Regions from separate parts of the Mus musculus genome. Here all the other regions are linked to region 3. A link is a contact called in public HiChIP or PLAC-seq and Micro-C data. All regions are on one chromosome and are shown on one strand. Each heading gives the region's core, a stretch centred on a gene start, on an enhancer-like site or on the middle of the called end of the contact. The rest is flanking DNA. Distances are from core to core; before and after follow the strand shown.

Region 1 (4,485 bases), core at 1,037-3,536, 250 kb before region 3:
CCTCAGTGCAACTGCTCTGGCAACTTCTAGAATGATCCGCAAGTTCCTGAACATGATGGAATCCTTACAGGAGTCTCCACGTTTTCTTTAGAAGCCTTCATACTGATGAGTACTATCGCCTTCTGAAACTTCCCTTGGCTTCTAAAGTCTAGGAATCCATATTTTTTTCACAAGTCAGTGCTTTCTCCATGATTCTCTTGAAAGTTGTTCATTGCTAACCCATGCTTAATCCCAACCCTAGGCTTTGAGCAATCTAAATTGCTTCCATATATTATGTAATTTTGAAAAAGAACTACAGCTGTACCATGAAATATTGTGCAGTCACATTCTTATGAGCCTTAGTTTTAAAGGTTTTTACCCATTCTGACTTTTAAAAATAGCCTTAACTAGAAATGAAAACAAATTTTAAAAGCATTGTGACTGTTTTTACTTGAGCTGCCTTCCCTAATGATTTGATGGAAGACTCCAGAGGCAAATAAAAGCAGAATGGAGTCAATGAGCAAGTCACTGCTAAAGTCCATTAGAAAGATCTCCGGCTGGGGTCATAACTCAGAAAGCATACTTAGCATTGGGGAGGCGCTGGCTTTGACCCCACTATAGTCCTATCTACTCCTTTAACCTTCCCCCACACTTCTTGACCCATGAGTTAATCCTCACACGTTCTTGATTTCTCTTTCCCTAAGCATCTCTTTCACATTTCTACTACTTCTTATCCGCCAAAAAATCACCACCTAAATTTTGGTGACAATGACCTCATTCTTAAACATGTTCCTTTTTTTTTTTTTTCCCTTCCCTATCAACTTCTGCCCTTCTTAAAGTGTGTTTTTAAGACCCGAATTTTATCGTGTTATGCTCCACTATGCAAAATTCTCTATTGGCTTTCCACCCCTCACAGTATTACAGTGTAAACTTTTCAGTGCCTTTATAAAGTGCTACACAGTGGACAGGAATAACTGCCCCATCTGTTACTGCTCTTCCTCTCACTTTTATTCCAACTACACTTCAATTATGAACTACAGAAATGGCGTGCCCTCTCTGGACATATTCCTTTTCCTCCTCCTAGCCCTATCTGCCCTTTATCTGTCAAACCCTTCATTCAGGTGTGGGCTTACAATTCTTTTCGTAGGAGAATCGCCTCTCGGATCACTCTCTCTGAAATGGAAAAGTAAAACTACTCTTTTCTTCACCATTTGTTTAATGTCTGCATTCTTCACAGGTCACAAAGTCTCTGGGGAGATCTGTCTTCCACAATGCACGCTCAGTATCCAGCAGTCTGTAATCAAGTTAACATTCAATTCCGAAGGGGGGGGGGCGGGGAGAGGAGACTGACTAATAATAGAAAAAACTACTTAAGAAATGCAGATAAAATAAACCACTTTCTAATAAGCCACAGCTAGCACTAGTACTTAAGTGAGAGTCCAGGAATCATTGGCTTGTCTGCTCTTGGCTTTACTCCAACCTTCACTTAATTCACCAAATTTCTTCCAAAACAGAAAAGTGCCCTCATGGTGTCCTAAGACAATGGACTTCAAGACACAATGTATCGCTTTCATAATCCTTCAGTGGAAATCTATGTCTGTTCCTCGTAGGGGAAATGTCCAAACCTGAAAGAACAACACTGAGCCGTCAGGAGTTGGAGACCTGCAGCCTAGTTTCTCTGAGTTCCTGCTAATAACTCTTTCGGCCCACCTCTTAACTAGAAGAATGGCAACTCGGACTCTCCTTTTTGAGCAGCTATGGTAACTTCTCTCCCGTTAGGGCTCGATCTAGCGAGAGATGGAGAAGTGGGCTCGGGACCCTGGCTGTTCCGCTACCCCTTAGCTCTGGGACGAGGCGACACCACGCGACTCCCGGGTCAGGGTGAGGCGGGACACCGAGGCACGCCCTCCCTTGGCGGTCGCCAGCCCCCGAGCATCGATCCCACCAGGAGGCCGACGGGGCGGGGCCTGGCCGGCTCAGCCGGACCCTGGGCGGCGCCCCAGCCCTCCGCCGCCCCTCGGCTCCCGGATGCCCCTTACCCGAGTCAGCGGTCGCCAGCGAGCCTCGCTCTTTCCGCTGCGAAGCTCGCAGAGCCAAAGGGCGCGGAGCCTCCGAGCCAGAACGCGGAGGTGATGTGGGGACGTGAGCCCGAGGCCTCCCGCACTAGCACCGCAAGGCCTCGGTAGAAACTTTCGCTAGGACCGACACGGCCGCCATGTTTCCGCCGCTGACTCCCAGCGCTACGGATCGCCGTCAGGGACAAGGCGCGCCGCGCGCTTCCTTCCCTGGCCCGGCCTCCTAGCCGCTCTCCACGCCCAGCGGCGAGCCTGGGGAGGCAGGTGCTCGCTGCGCTGCCCCACCCTGGGCCTGTTTAACTCCCACCCGGGATTAGCAGCAAAAGCAGGGAAGACCACGGATGATCAGGCCCCAAAGCAGCGAGGTCACCGCTTAGAGTTGGACCGAAACTGAGCCAGCTAGAGTGGGATAATTGCAAGTGGACTATAAATCTATGTAGAAGGCGTTGCTGCTCTTTCATATAGGTGGTATAATATATGGCTTTGCATATGCTGACCAAACCTTCAAAACCTGTCTCTCCTTGCCCCAGCCTGCTTTTCTAATTAAGTCCGCCATTAATCCCCAATCCTGAACATCTTTATTCTACAGCCCTAGCTAGCTTTCCTTGGCCCTAAGCGCACCTTCAAACACCACAGATGATTTTAATCTGCATTCTGATGGCACTTAAATTAACATAGTTGTACACACGTGAGCGCCGCATTTCACAGGTGCTGCGGAGCAGCAGTCTCAGGGGTTGAAATTGGTTTCTCCATCTGTGAAATGGTAACAAAACCTTTCTCACAGGACTGTGAATATACAGGGAAACAGTGTGTCCCTCCATGTACAAAATGAATTTAAAAGATATTCAATACCTGTAAGAACACGTTGTTAAGGAGGGCTTTAAGACAGTCTCGTTCGCGTACGGACCGCTATAAATCCATCTTGCAATGGAGAGGAGATAATGGTTCCAGTTCAATAGAGAGCTTGTAAAAGTGGGACTTTAACGATTAGGATGCGGTAGGGATGCTTGAGCAAATGGGGAATCACATTAGCTTTAAGGGGGACAATGACTTGGAAGCATAACAACATTGTTGCTAACACAACAAAGGTACTTGTTACCTTGAAAACAGGAAGATAAGAAAGATAGAAAGCTAAACTGACTTCATGGCGTTCTTAGTTAAAAACTAGATTTTACTAGGGAATGCACAGTTGGGCCTGAAAAACAAGTTCTGAACGAAGCCTGAATAGAATACGGCCAGGCAAAAAGCAAGAAAACCCCTTTCCTTTCCCAAAAAAAAACATTTCCACCAAAAAGTCCCTGCCTGCCTTCTGATTCCATTTCCTGCTGCTTGCAGCCCCTCATATAGGTCAAACCATTTCAAACCCCTAGCCCGCTCATGTGTAAACAAACACTGATAACATCTATCCGACAAAGTTTCTTCTGTGGATTGAGGGAGAATGTGTGTTTTAAAAATGCCTTACAACCTTTAAATGGCTTATCCTTTCAGATAAACCTCCAAATCCTTAAATAGGGCATGTGGGTGTTATCTCAGTGGTAGCATGCTTACCTAGCTTGCATGATGGAGCAAGGGGGGGGGGGGGGGCGGACAGAGGAACATCCTCATATAGAAACAAATTGTGTGTTTTTCACCTCCAGTTTAAACTCCCACACACTCCCCAACTCTGTGCTCCAGCCTGCTTTCATTTCCTCAAATGTAGCCCCTGCCACCCTGTCCAGTTTCTCTTACTATGGCATTAGCTTAAGTTTCTGATAGAAATGTTTTAATGTTTTTAAAACAAAGGGATCAAATATTGCTGGCCCTTGCTAGTTCTCAACACTTAATTTATATTAGTGTTATCTGTGTGTGTGTGTGGTTTTTTTTTTTTTTTTTTTTTTTTTTTTTCCATGTCTCTTAAAGTTACAGTCGCCTTGGAGACGCTTGAGGACACCAGAGCTCTGTTGAGACTCATTAAGGGAAAGATTTTTCCTCCTGGTCTAAAGAATGGAATCTACTTCTGACCCTGGTTGGAGAACTGACATTCCGATCTGCTCCAAAGGTTGTAACATTTCATGCCATTGTCTCCTCCCTTCAGAGTCAGTGGAGCTAGGCCTGCCTATTATCTGGTCAAAGGGCTGTCCCTCAGGAAAGGAATGGGAGGAATAATTATCCTCTTAGTGAGCTTTCCTTCCCAGAAGTCTCACTGCTTACAGAGCCCTGCCATGTGACTTAGCAGCTTTTCTGACTTAGGAGTTTTTCTCTTTCTTCTTTTACTTTCATATACGGCCAAGAGCCTAAGCATGTTTTCTCTCACAGTTGGGGTTTTTTGCTGTTTCTCTGAAACAATCCGGCCTTTCTTCCACTTAGCTGACCTCCATTCCTGAATATGCCCTCTGAACTTTTAAGTAGCACAGCTTTCTCTGTTTGTCTTCTCCATAGCTTTCCTCCTAGT
Region 2 (3,995 bases), core at 659-3,158, 180 kb before region 3:
GGCGTAAGGACATGTTTAAACATGTGAGACTAAGCATGCATAAACAGCAGCTTAAAGAGATAATGACACATTAGCAGTGTGTTAAGTGGAACCTATTCGTTTATGAATAAATGAATAACAATGAAATTATTACAAAAAGGTTAAGAATAGAAACTGAATTACATACTAGTCATTTTCTTTTAAAAGATGCACAGAAAATTTGTACAAAATGGCATGATAAATTGAAGAAAAGTGGGTCCACTTATTTCTTCATTTCTTCAAACAACATAAAAACCACTAGAGAATGGCATTATGTAAGTGCATTTTGTGACTATCAAGAATGATGCAACTGTTGCTATGGTAACCACTCATTTTATTGAATTGAGGTTGGGAATTAAAGTATCTTCAATAAAAAAAAATTCAATACCTTAATATGCTTGCCAAGGTTCTTCTATTAGTACCTATCAAACAATAGCTATTAGCCATCTTTGGGGATATCAAATGGCCTCTATTAAAAGCCAGGGCTAAGTTGTCAAGGAAAGAACTTTGAATAGTGTTAAGAATAAAATGCATCAACGACACTCAAAGGAAGATAGACTTGACTGAACTTTCAGAGTAATTGAAAAGTGTGCATAACTGAAAAGTGACATGATCTCACAAGTCTTTGTTCCTTCACTGTCATAATTTCTCTTTTAACCTAAATTATTAACTAGTTAAAAGACTGACATTAGAACGCTGCTGAGTTTTCATTTTGCAATTAAGCTAAAGAAAAATCTGCTGAAAGTAGCCCATTTTAACACTTTATGAGAATTTTTTTCCTGAACACATGAAGAATAATGCAAAGTGTCACCTTCCGAATCTTATAAAGTTGCTTTGTTTGAGAGCCCCCATTTACAAAATGCCAGGATAATTCATAAAATTCAACTATAGACACTGTTCCGGCATATGCGCCAGACGAAAAGCTGCCCCCATGGAAGAGCGGGGTCTGCACCTCTGGCCAGCTTCGAAGGCACCGGCATCTTTCAGAGTCTCTGTGCTTAGAGACTCTTCAAACCTGCACAGTCTCTTAAGAACCTGCCCCAGATCTCTTCCTGGACTGTCTCCACAAACTTGAAGATGGAGCTGCGGTGGAGGGGAGCTACCTGCCACCCTCTCCCCAGTGAAACACGGCAGGCGAAGCACCTTGAGATCCTCCGCTGGGCCTGCTGACTTCGCAGCCCTGGATGCCCAGGCAGGGGAGGCCTCGGCACGGCCTTGCCAAGGAGCGAAGAGGAAGAGGGGCTGTTGCCAAGCGGGCTGAACAACAGGCTGGTCCAGCGCAGAAGAGCGAGGGGCAGCTTCGCTCCTGCCAGTCTCTCGGTGGAGTCACCCCCACCCCCACCCCTCTTCGGGTCTTACCTGAAAGCCCCTCCCTCCCTCTGAGCGGCGGCTCGGTGACAGTGGTCTCAGCCCACCGCTGGGGACAGGGCCTAGGCGGGTGGCGACTGCCCATTAGGGCTCCGGGAGCCGACCGCAGGAGGCCGGCCGGCCGATCGCGGCCTGGGCAGACGTGCCGCCCCCGTGTGTGTCAATGGTGGCCTGTGGGGCTGAAAAGAGCTGACCCAGCCGGGGGACGCGCCTCCCCTCCCCCGATGCCTGTTTACCTTCGCGGTACTTCTTGCGGAGCCGCCGATGAACGCTCTTCACCACCCCGGACAGCTTCTCCTGCTCCAGCTTCCGCTCCTGCTCCCGGGGCTGCGCGGCGTTCGGGGGCCGCTGTCCGCGCGCTGCGCCTCGGCCACCCGGCCCCGGCTCCATAGCGCTGCCGCCGCCGCCGCTGCCGCTGCCGCCGCCGCCCCTCGGGCCCCGCGGTCTCTCCCCGGACGGAGGAGGTGGGGAAGAGGAGGCAGCAGCAGAGGCAGCAACCGGAGGAGGCCGAGGAGCCACAGCTAAGGCCTCGGGGGCGGTGTCTTCCCAATAGCGCAAGGTGATTGGTGAACTGCGGAGGGCTGGGTGGAAATGGAAAGGGCCGCGGACCAATGGGCAAAGGGCAGCGGCGGCGCACCGGGTTGTTTGGGAAGGAGCAGCTGAAGGAGGCGGAGAAAGCACTGGGCTCCTCGCCAGGCCACGCCCCGGATGCTGTGCGGAGGAGCCGGGGCTGCCTAGGGGAGGAGGCCTGTGGTATGGGGTGCGCTTGCGCCCCAGAGTTATTTGCCTAGTTTGAGCTTCATTGTATGGTCCAGCTTTGGCACGTCTCCCAACTTCCTAGGCCGCTGGGAGTTTGGGTGATGCTGCCACAGGACGCGGTCGTCCACCTGAGTTCCCTCTGCACCCTGTTGCACCTCTACAATTCCCTTCAGCTAAATACCCTTTGAAGACTTGGCTGCTACGCAGGGTTTTACATTTCAAGGAGTCCAAACTTGAAAGCCTTCATCGGGGTCAAGGAGAGGTCAAACTACCAAATCCCGATGTAATTCTCTTAGCTAACCCAGGTTAATGCTTGGCATACTGCTGCTACACGAAAGACAATGAATTGCGGGAAAGAAAGATAAAAAAAAAAAAAAATAGTAGGAGGTGTGGGACAAGTTAAAACACCAAAAGGCCATATTGTCTCCCTGTAGAACTTCTGTAATGACCATAAGAATGGGTTACTGGAAAACTTGCATTGATTGTAGGTCATCTCAGAACCCACAGAAAAGTCTGCTCAGGTGGTCTCTCATATTTTGGACAGTTAGTCCACTAGTCCATGCAAAATTCAGTAAATGGCTCCCCCTTTCCAACTTCTTTCATTTGTGTGTAACACTATTAAGGGTATGTGATTGCCGACTTGTTTAAGAAAGATGGAAGCCCAATCTCCAAAAAGAGACTGCATTCGCTCTGTACTAGTACTTACCTAGGCTGCTGGTAGTGCATCAGGCAGACCTGGGAATGACTTGTATCTGATTGTGCACTTTACAGCTATTGGTTACATCACATTGTATAGACATTGTATAGACATTGTTGCATTGAAACTTTCAGATCAATGTCTTGGTAATATTAGTAACATTCTCTTTATGTCACTGTTGGGTCCAAAGGAAACGCTGTTTCCACAAATTCTGGGGGTTAGACAAAAAGCCACATTCCTCAGGAATTGTTGAAGCTGATTCCTTTCTGCTAAAGGGAGCCATTTCTTTTACCATTCTCAGAAGGGATAATTTGTTATCTGTGGAACCTAACAGCATAGCGAAGTGCATGCTGGCCTCCAGGCTCTCTCACATCACAAATGCCTGTTACACAGTTAATGTCCATAGCTTCCTTTCTTCTAACATCTCATTCTCCTTATAACCCTTACTATTTCAGCTATGTGTGTTCTTGGTCCTCTCTTCTGCCCTCTCTTGGTCCTCTCTTGGTCTTCCTTTCACTCCTCCCCCTCACCCCCTTCCCCCACTCCTTCCTTCTATTACTCTCTACTCTGCTCCTGCTCTTTCTTGCTCAGGTATAGTTTGCTGTCCCTTCTCTCTGCTCTGGATTCTTCCAGATACCTCTGCTTGTTCTCTTCTTTCTATCTACCATACAAACCTTCCCCTCAAACATGGAATGGAGTGGTCATGTTGTGTTTATACAGTAACTATTTCATGATACTTCCTGGTTAAGATGATTCTGACCAACAAAACATTATACATGCTTTCCAGACCACAGGAGCAGAAATATCACTGTGAAGAAGTAGATTAGACACAGGCCAAAATAAACAAACTTCAGAAGAACTGTAATCGTGAAGTGACCTTACAAGAACTAGCAAGGAACCAGCAGGCATTGTGGCCTTACATGGGAAGAAAAGAAGAACTTGGGTTCCTTCCCCCAACACACACAAATATTAAAAGCAAATGATGTTGAAAATATTTGAAAGCTACATCATAATTCACAGCAAAGTTAGGTACACATGTCATTTGTAGTGAATATTAGGTATTTATTTGTTTAATATGAATGTTTCACACTTCCATCTAGGAAAATAAGTCTTATAGTGTATTTTTATTTAATTTTTAAAATATTTACTTATG
Region 3 (4,598 bases), core at 162-2,661:
AGCTAGGAGATTGATGATCGTACACACCCACACAAGGAAATCAGACAAGACATCCAGTGTTGACAGATGAAGTTTAATTTTAGCAAGCGAGCATAAATTAACAATCATCCAGTCTCACGGGATCATCTATAAGTAGCGGCTAGTATAAAATTTAAATTTGGAAAGCCAGAGCTGGCTACATATTGTCCGTTCATAGTGGATTTTTAGGACCTTCTATCAGCAAGACAATATTGAGAGATTCTACAAGGGAGTCAGTGTAAGAAGAGGAGATTAAGGTGTTTGTGTGTGACTATCCTTCACTCGGCCACAGAATTCAGATTTTTTCCTTCCTTTAGTTGTCTGCTTATGTATCCCATCAATATGTTTCTCTTCAGTTGCAATGTTTTAAATTAATTAATTAATTAATTAATTAATTAATTAAATGTATGTGAGTACACTGTTGCTCTCTTCAAACACACTAGATGAGGCCATCAGATACCAGTATAGATTGCCATGAGCTATCATGTGGTTGATGGGAATTGGACTCAGGACCTCTGGAAGAGCAGTCAGCTATCTTACCCTCAGAGCCATCTCTCCAGCCCTCTCAGTTACAATATTTGATTAAAATCACTAACATCAACTAATATTTGTTTACTTAATAACATCAGGGTTTTTTTTGTTTTGTTTTGTTTTTTGTTTTGTTTTGTTTTTTTCCAGACAGGGTTTCTCTGTATAGCTCTGGCTGTCCTGGAACTCACTTTGTTGACCAGGCTGGCCTCGAACTCAGAAATCCGCCTGCCTCTGCCTCCCGAGTGCTGGGACTAAAGGTGTGCGCCACCACGCCCAGCTCCAGTTTTAATAACATATCTTGACCAAGTATATGGTTATCTAGAACTATATAGTTTCTTAGCAGATATGTGTTCTATAAATAAGTAAATGCAGTTCTCAAAAGTCAAAAAATGAAGATAATGTTCCAAGAAGGTAATCAACAGGGTAAGCTTCATAAGACAGCTCATACAGAAATTAGGGCACGGCATTCTGAATGACATTTAGGGTAGCGGTTCCTGGTGACAGAGAAAGAAAGGAACTGTTCAGCTTTGATTCAGTGTTAACCATTTGCTAATCAGCACTTCCACAGATGTGCTCAAGTACCTTGTGTGACATAAAATGTCTCATGCTTTGTACTAGGTATGGCTGGCATTGCCAAGTTCCATGCTGTAGGTACCTGGAAAGCTTGAGTTTTGATGTTTTTCAAATCATAGTCTATCTACCATTAGTTCTGAAACCGCTAAATTAATGAACAGCAGAAAGAACAGATCCAAGGAGAGAGGGCAGAGCAGTGGGCATGTAAACAGTGGATCTGGGCCAGACCAAGGAAAGAGTTTTGAAAAATGGCTCAACCAGATGGTGGGAGAACCATGGATTTCCTCCCTCTCTTTAGTCTGAATCCTGTAAGAAGTGTTCGTGGGATGTGGAAACAGTCTGGCTTTGATTCTCTACTGTTTACTAGCCATGTGTGTGATATTGGGAAATTTAGATCCTCTTTTTGAGTTTCATATAGGGTATTACGGCGTTGCCTTATTTTAACTTAATTAATAGGGGGGAGAGAGATTGGAGACGCACTATTGAAAGGTCAATCCCTTCACTGCCTCCCACCCAAATAAAAAAGCCAATTGGCCTTGTAACAAGAGCCGGTCGAACTCCTTCTCCCTGTTTCCCACCTATCTTCCAAAAATGCGGAGGAATATCAACTTAGTGCTATTTTCACATCTTTCAGTCAAACTTAGCCAGAGTTCCATCGCCCTACTTAAAATTCAACTAGAAAGTTACCTACCAAGTACTAATTAGCATTATAAAGTCAGAGTCTGCAGCTCCAGGCCTTTCAGTTGTTTACTAGAAAGGACAGTCTTAAGCCAGATACAGTTTACCATAAGAAAGGTTAAAAAATCCCAGTGAAGCAAGTTTTTTCTTTAGCCCTAGATTCCAGGCATAACTATTGAGCATAGATAATTTTCCCCCCTCAGGCCAGCTTTTTCTTTTTTTTTTTATTTTGTTAATAATAGGGAGGAGATGTAGTCTCCCCTCCCCCAGCCTGAAACCTGCTTGCTCGGGGTGGAGCTTCCTGCTCATTCGTTCTGCCACGCCCACTGCTGGAACCTGAGGAGCCACACACGTGCACCTTTCTACTGGACCAGAGATTATTCGGCGGGAATCGGGTCCCCTCCCCCTTCCTTCATAACTAGTGTCGCAACAATAAAATTTGAGCCTTGATCAGAGTAACTGTCTTGGCTACATTTCTTCTTTTGCCCCGTCTAGATTCCTCTCTTACAGCTCGAGCGGCCTTCTCAGTCGAACCGTTCACGTTGCGAGCTGCTGGCGGCCACAACAATGGTCAGTACTCAATAAATGGTATGGTTATTATCACACAAATAGAAAACGGTATGCGTGCATATATGTGGGTGTCTATGTATTGCTATGGGGCAGTCAGGACAGCAAGATGGATGAAACTTCTCAATGATATGAGATAGAAATATCTTACTCAGTTTAGGCTGCTTATACAGAATATTATAGACCGAGTGGCTTAAATATCAGAAGTTTATGTCTTACAGTTCTCTAGCCTAGAAATTGGTCAAGATGTCAGACAATTTGATGTCTTCTGAGAACCCTCTGCCTAGTTTGGAGAGGCCTTCTTGTGTATATTCTTACATGGTGGAGAGAAAAGAAGTGGGGTCAGGGTAGGTGAAGGAGAGAAGAAAAGGGAAGAAATAGAGAAGAACTGGAAAGAAGTGAATGTCACACTGTATCTCCTCTCCCCATAAGGTCACTAATTAAATTCATGACCTAATCACCTCCCACAATACATTAATTTGGGAGAAAACTGTCCAGAGTCAGCATCAAAGATATGAAAAGAGCTCAGATTGCTGGGGTGGAACCACAAGGATGCTAGGCTGAGATGTGTAGAACATGGACCCCTTTACAGATTGTCTAATGAAGGTAGGTCATCTAGTAAGAGATTTGTTATCTTCTCCCTCTGGATAAAAACCTCTCTTTCTACACCTAGAATCCAGACTGCCCTTTTATAAATCCAGACTGGTAGCATTTTGAATTCAGTGTTGTGAAGTCCCTTCAATTACCTTCCACTTTTGGTGAAAATCAGTTGGGCAGACAGGTTAGACATATATTTATGTACATCTACATGAATTATTATGGAAAAAGTAATATCTAAGAGACAGTTTCTAGGCTGGAATGTCTTGTTCTTTTTTTTTTGTTGATTTTTAGTGAGAATCGTCTGCTTTTTAATTATAGTGTTATCAATAATAGCGAGATGATAGAAATCACTAACATTGTTAAAGAAATAGCTGTTGAAGAAGCAATGGGACATGGGAATGTATGGCCAGGAATAGTGCCTGAGTTAACTATCTATGACTCATGTAAAAAAAAAATACAGTAGAAAAACTAATGTGTGTGTTTCAATGTCATTTAGTTAACTTATACATATGAAATGTGGTGTGCAAAATGGTTGTTTCTTGGGGTTGTTGGTAAGATATAGATTTCTTTTGTTTGGGTTTTAAAGACAGGGTACCTCTTTAGCCTGCCATGACCTGTAATTTACTGTGCAACCTGGTAGGCAGCTTGGCTTTGGATATGTGATTCTCCTGCCTTGGTCTCCTACATGTGTATTAGTGCACACACAAAATCACATACACACACACACACACACACACACACACACACACACACATATATATAATATATGTGTAATAATAATCAAAGGAAGAAAGGAGGAGCGGAGGGAGAGGAGTTGGGAAGACCTGAAAGGAAGAAAGGGAGAAGAAGAGGTATATAATTCTATTTTAGTGAAAACGTATTAAAAATAAAATAAAAATATAAAGTGGAATTTAAAAATAATTGACTAAGAAAATTTCTTATATCAAATAATCTTATAATAAGTACTTCTAATGTGGACAGCAAGGAAAATAAAGTTTTGCTAATTTTTTTCTCTGCAAAAAAGTAAGCAGAGCTGGGAGTGGTGGCACACACCTTTAATCTCAGCACTCGGGAGGCAGAGGCAGGCAGATTTCTGAGTTTGAGGCCAGCCTGGTCTACAGAGTGAGTTTCAGGACAGCCGGGGCTATACAGAGAAACCATGTCTCGAAAAACAAAAACAAAAACAAAAACAAAAAAACAAACAAACAAACAAACAAAAAGTAAGGAGAGAGTTCTGCCTTCAAAGCTACTGCTAAATTGAGGTGGAGGCTGAGTTCAAGGCTAGGCTCATAAGTTAGATTCTTTCTTGAGTATGTCCACAAATCAATCCTTAGACATCCCTGTCATTGCTTCCAGGCAGATACAATCTACTTAGTGGACAATAAAATAGAAGCTTAACTCTCTTTTAAGCAGAGGCAACGTTAAGCAATAATAAAGTGTATGCTTTTAGTGAAGCACCGACACAGGACTCCCTTATCTCCTTTATTATGCTTTCTCCTCCTCTTCTTCCTCCTTCTCTGTAGTCCCAACTTTAGGAGCATAATCTCAATTGAGAGTTCTACTTGAGGTTAATGTTTCTAGTTTAAGTCATACTAGCACTCACAAGGGAGGAGCCATTTGAGAAATGCCAG

Evidence for each region. Hi-C and Micro-C count contacts between places; a contact is called where the count stands out from the background. HiChIP or PLAC-seq counts read pairs in DNA pulled down with a chosen protein or histone mark.
Region 1: a contact with region 3 is called in an H3K27ac HiChIP or PLAC-seq map of embryonic stem cells, with 3 times the contacts expected there. The contact joins the promoter of Tmem168 here to the enhancer-like site in region 3. A contact is called at or near these places in 6 of 39 promoter capture datasets (the 3T3-L1 cell line, the C10 cell line, cranial neural crest and 3 more), 16 of 484 Hi-C or Micro-C datasets (CD4 T cells, the G1E-ER4 cell line, LSK cells and 11 more), 13 of 115 datasets of contacts at active chromatin or transcription factors (the SCID.adh cell line, bone marrow-derived dendritic cells, bone marrow-derived macrophages and 7 more) and 3 of 9 other capture datasets (adipose tissue, embryonic stem cells and liver).
Region 2: a contact with region 3 is called in a Micro-C map of embryonic stem cells, with 2.5 times the contacts expected there. The contact joins the promoter of Bmt2 here to the enhancer-like site in region 3. A contact is called at or near these places in 1 of 39 promoter capture datasets (neural stem cells), 19 of 484 Hi-C or Micro-C datasets (the AtT-20 cell line, CD4 T cells, CD8 T cells and 12 more), 6 of 115 datasets of contacts at active chromatin or transcription factors (bone marrow-derived macrophages, embryonic stem cells, extraembryonic endoderm stem cells and 2 more) and 2 of 9 other capture datasets (liver and macrophages).

The regions. Positions count from the first base shown.
Region 1 is chr6:13,605,812-13,610,296 of GRCm38.p6, forward strand. Tmem168 (transmembrane protein 168) reads right to left here and starts at 2,287. Exons shown (of 5, transcript NM_028990.5): 1 at 2,019-2,287.
Region 2 is chr6:13,676,058-13,680,052 of GRCm38.p6, forward strand. Bmt2 (base methyltransferase of 25S rRNA 2) reads right to left here and starts at 1,909. Exons shown (of 5, transcript NM_175312.4): 1 at 1,623-1,909. The coding sequence starts at 1,776.
Region 3 is chr6:13,851,975-13,856,572 of GRCm38.p6, forward strand. No RefSeq gene overlaps it. Among named protein-coding and RNA genes, the nearest start is that of Gpr85, 14 kb to the left of the region's middle. Within about 2 kb of position 1,412, at least 10 of the 459 cell types and tissues checked have an H3K27ac peak or open chromatin away from gene starts, as enhancers often do. A contact at or near this core is called in embryonic stem cells, where this site is marked.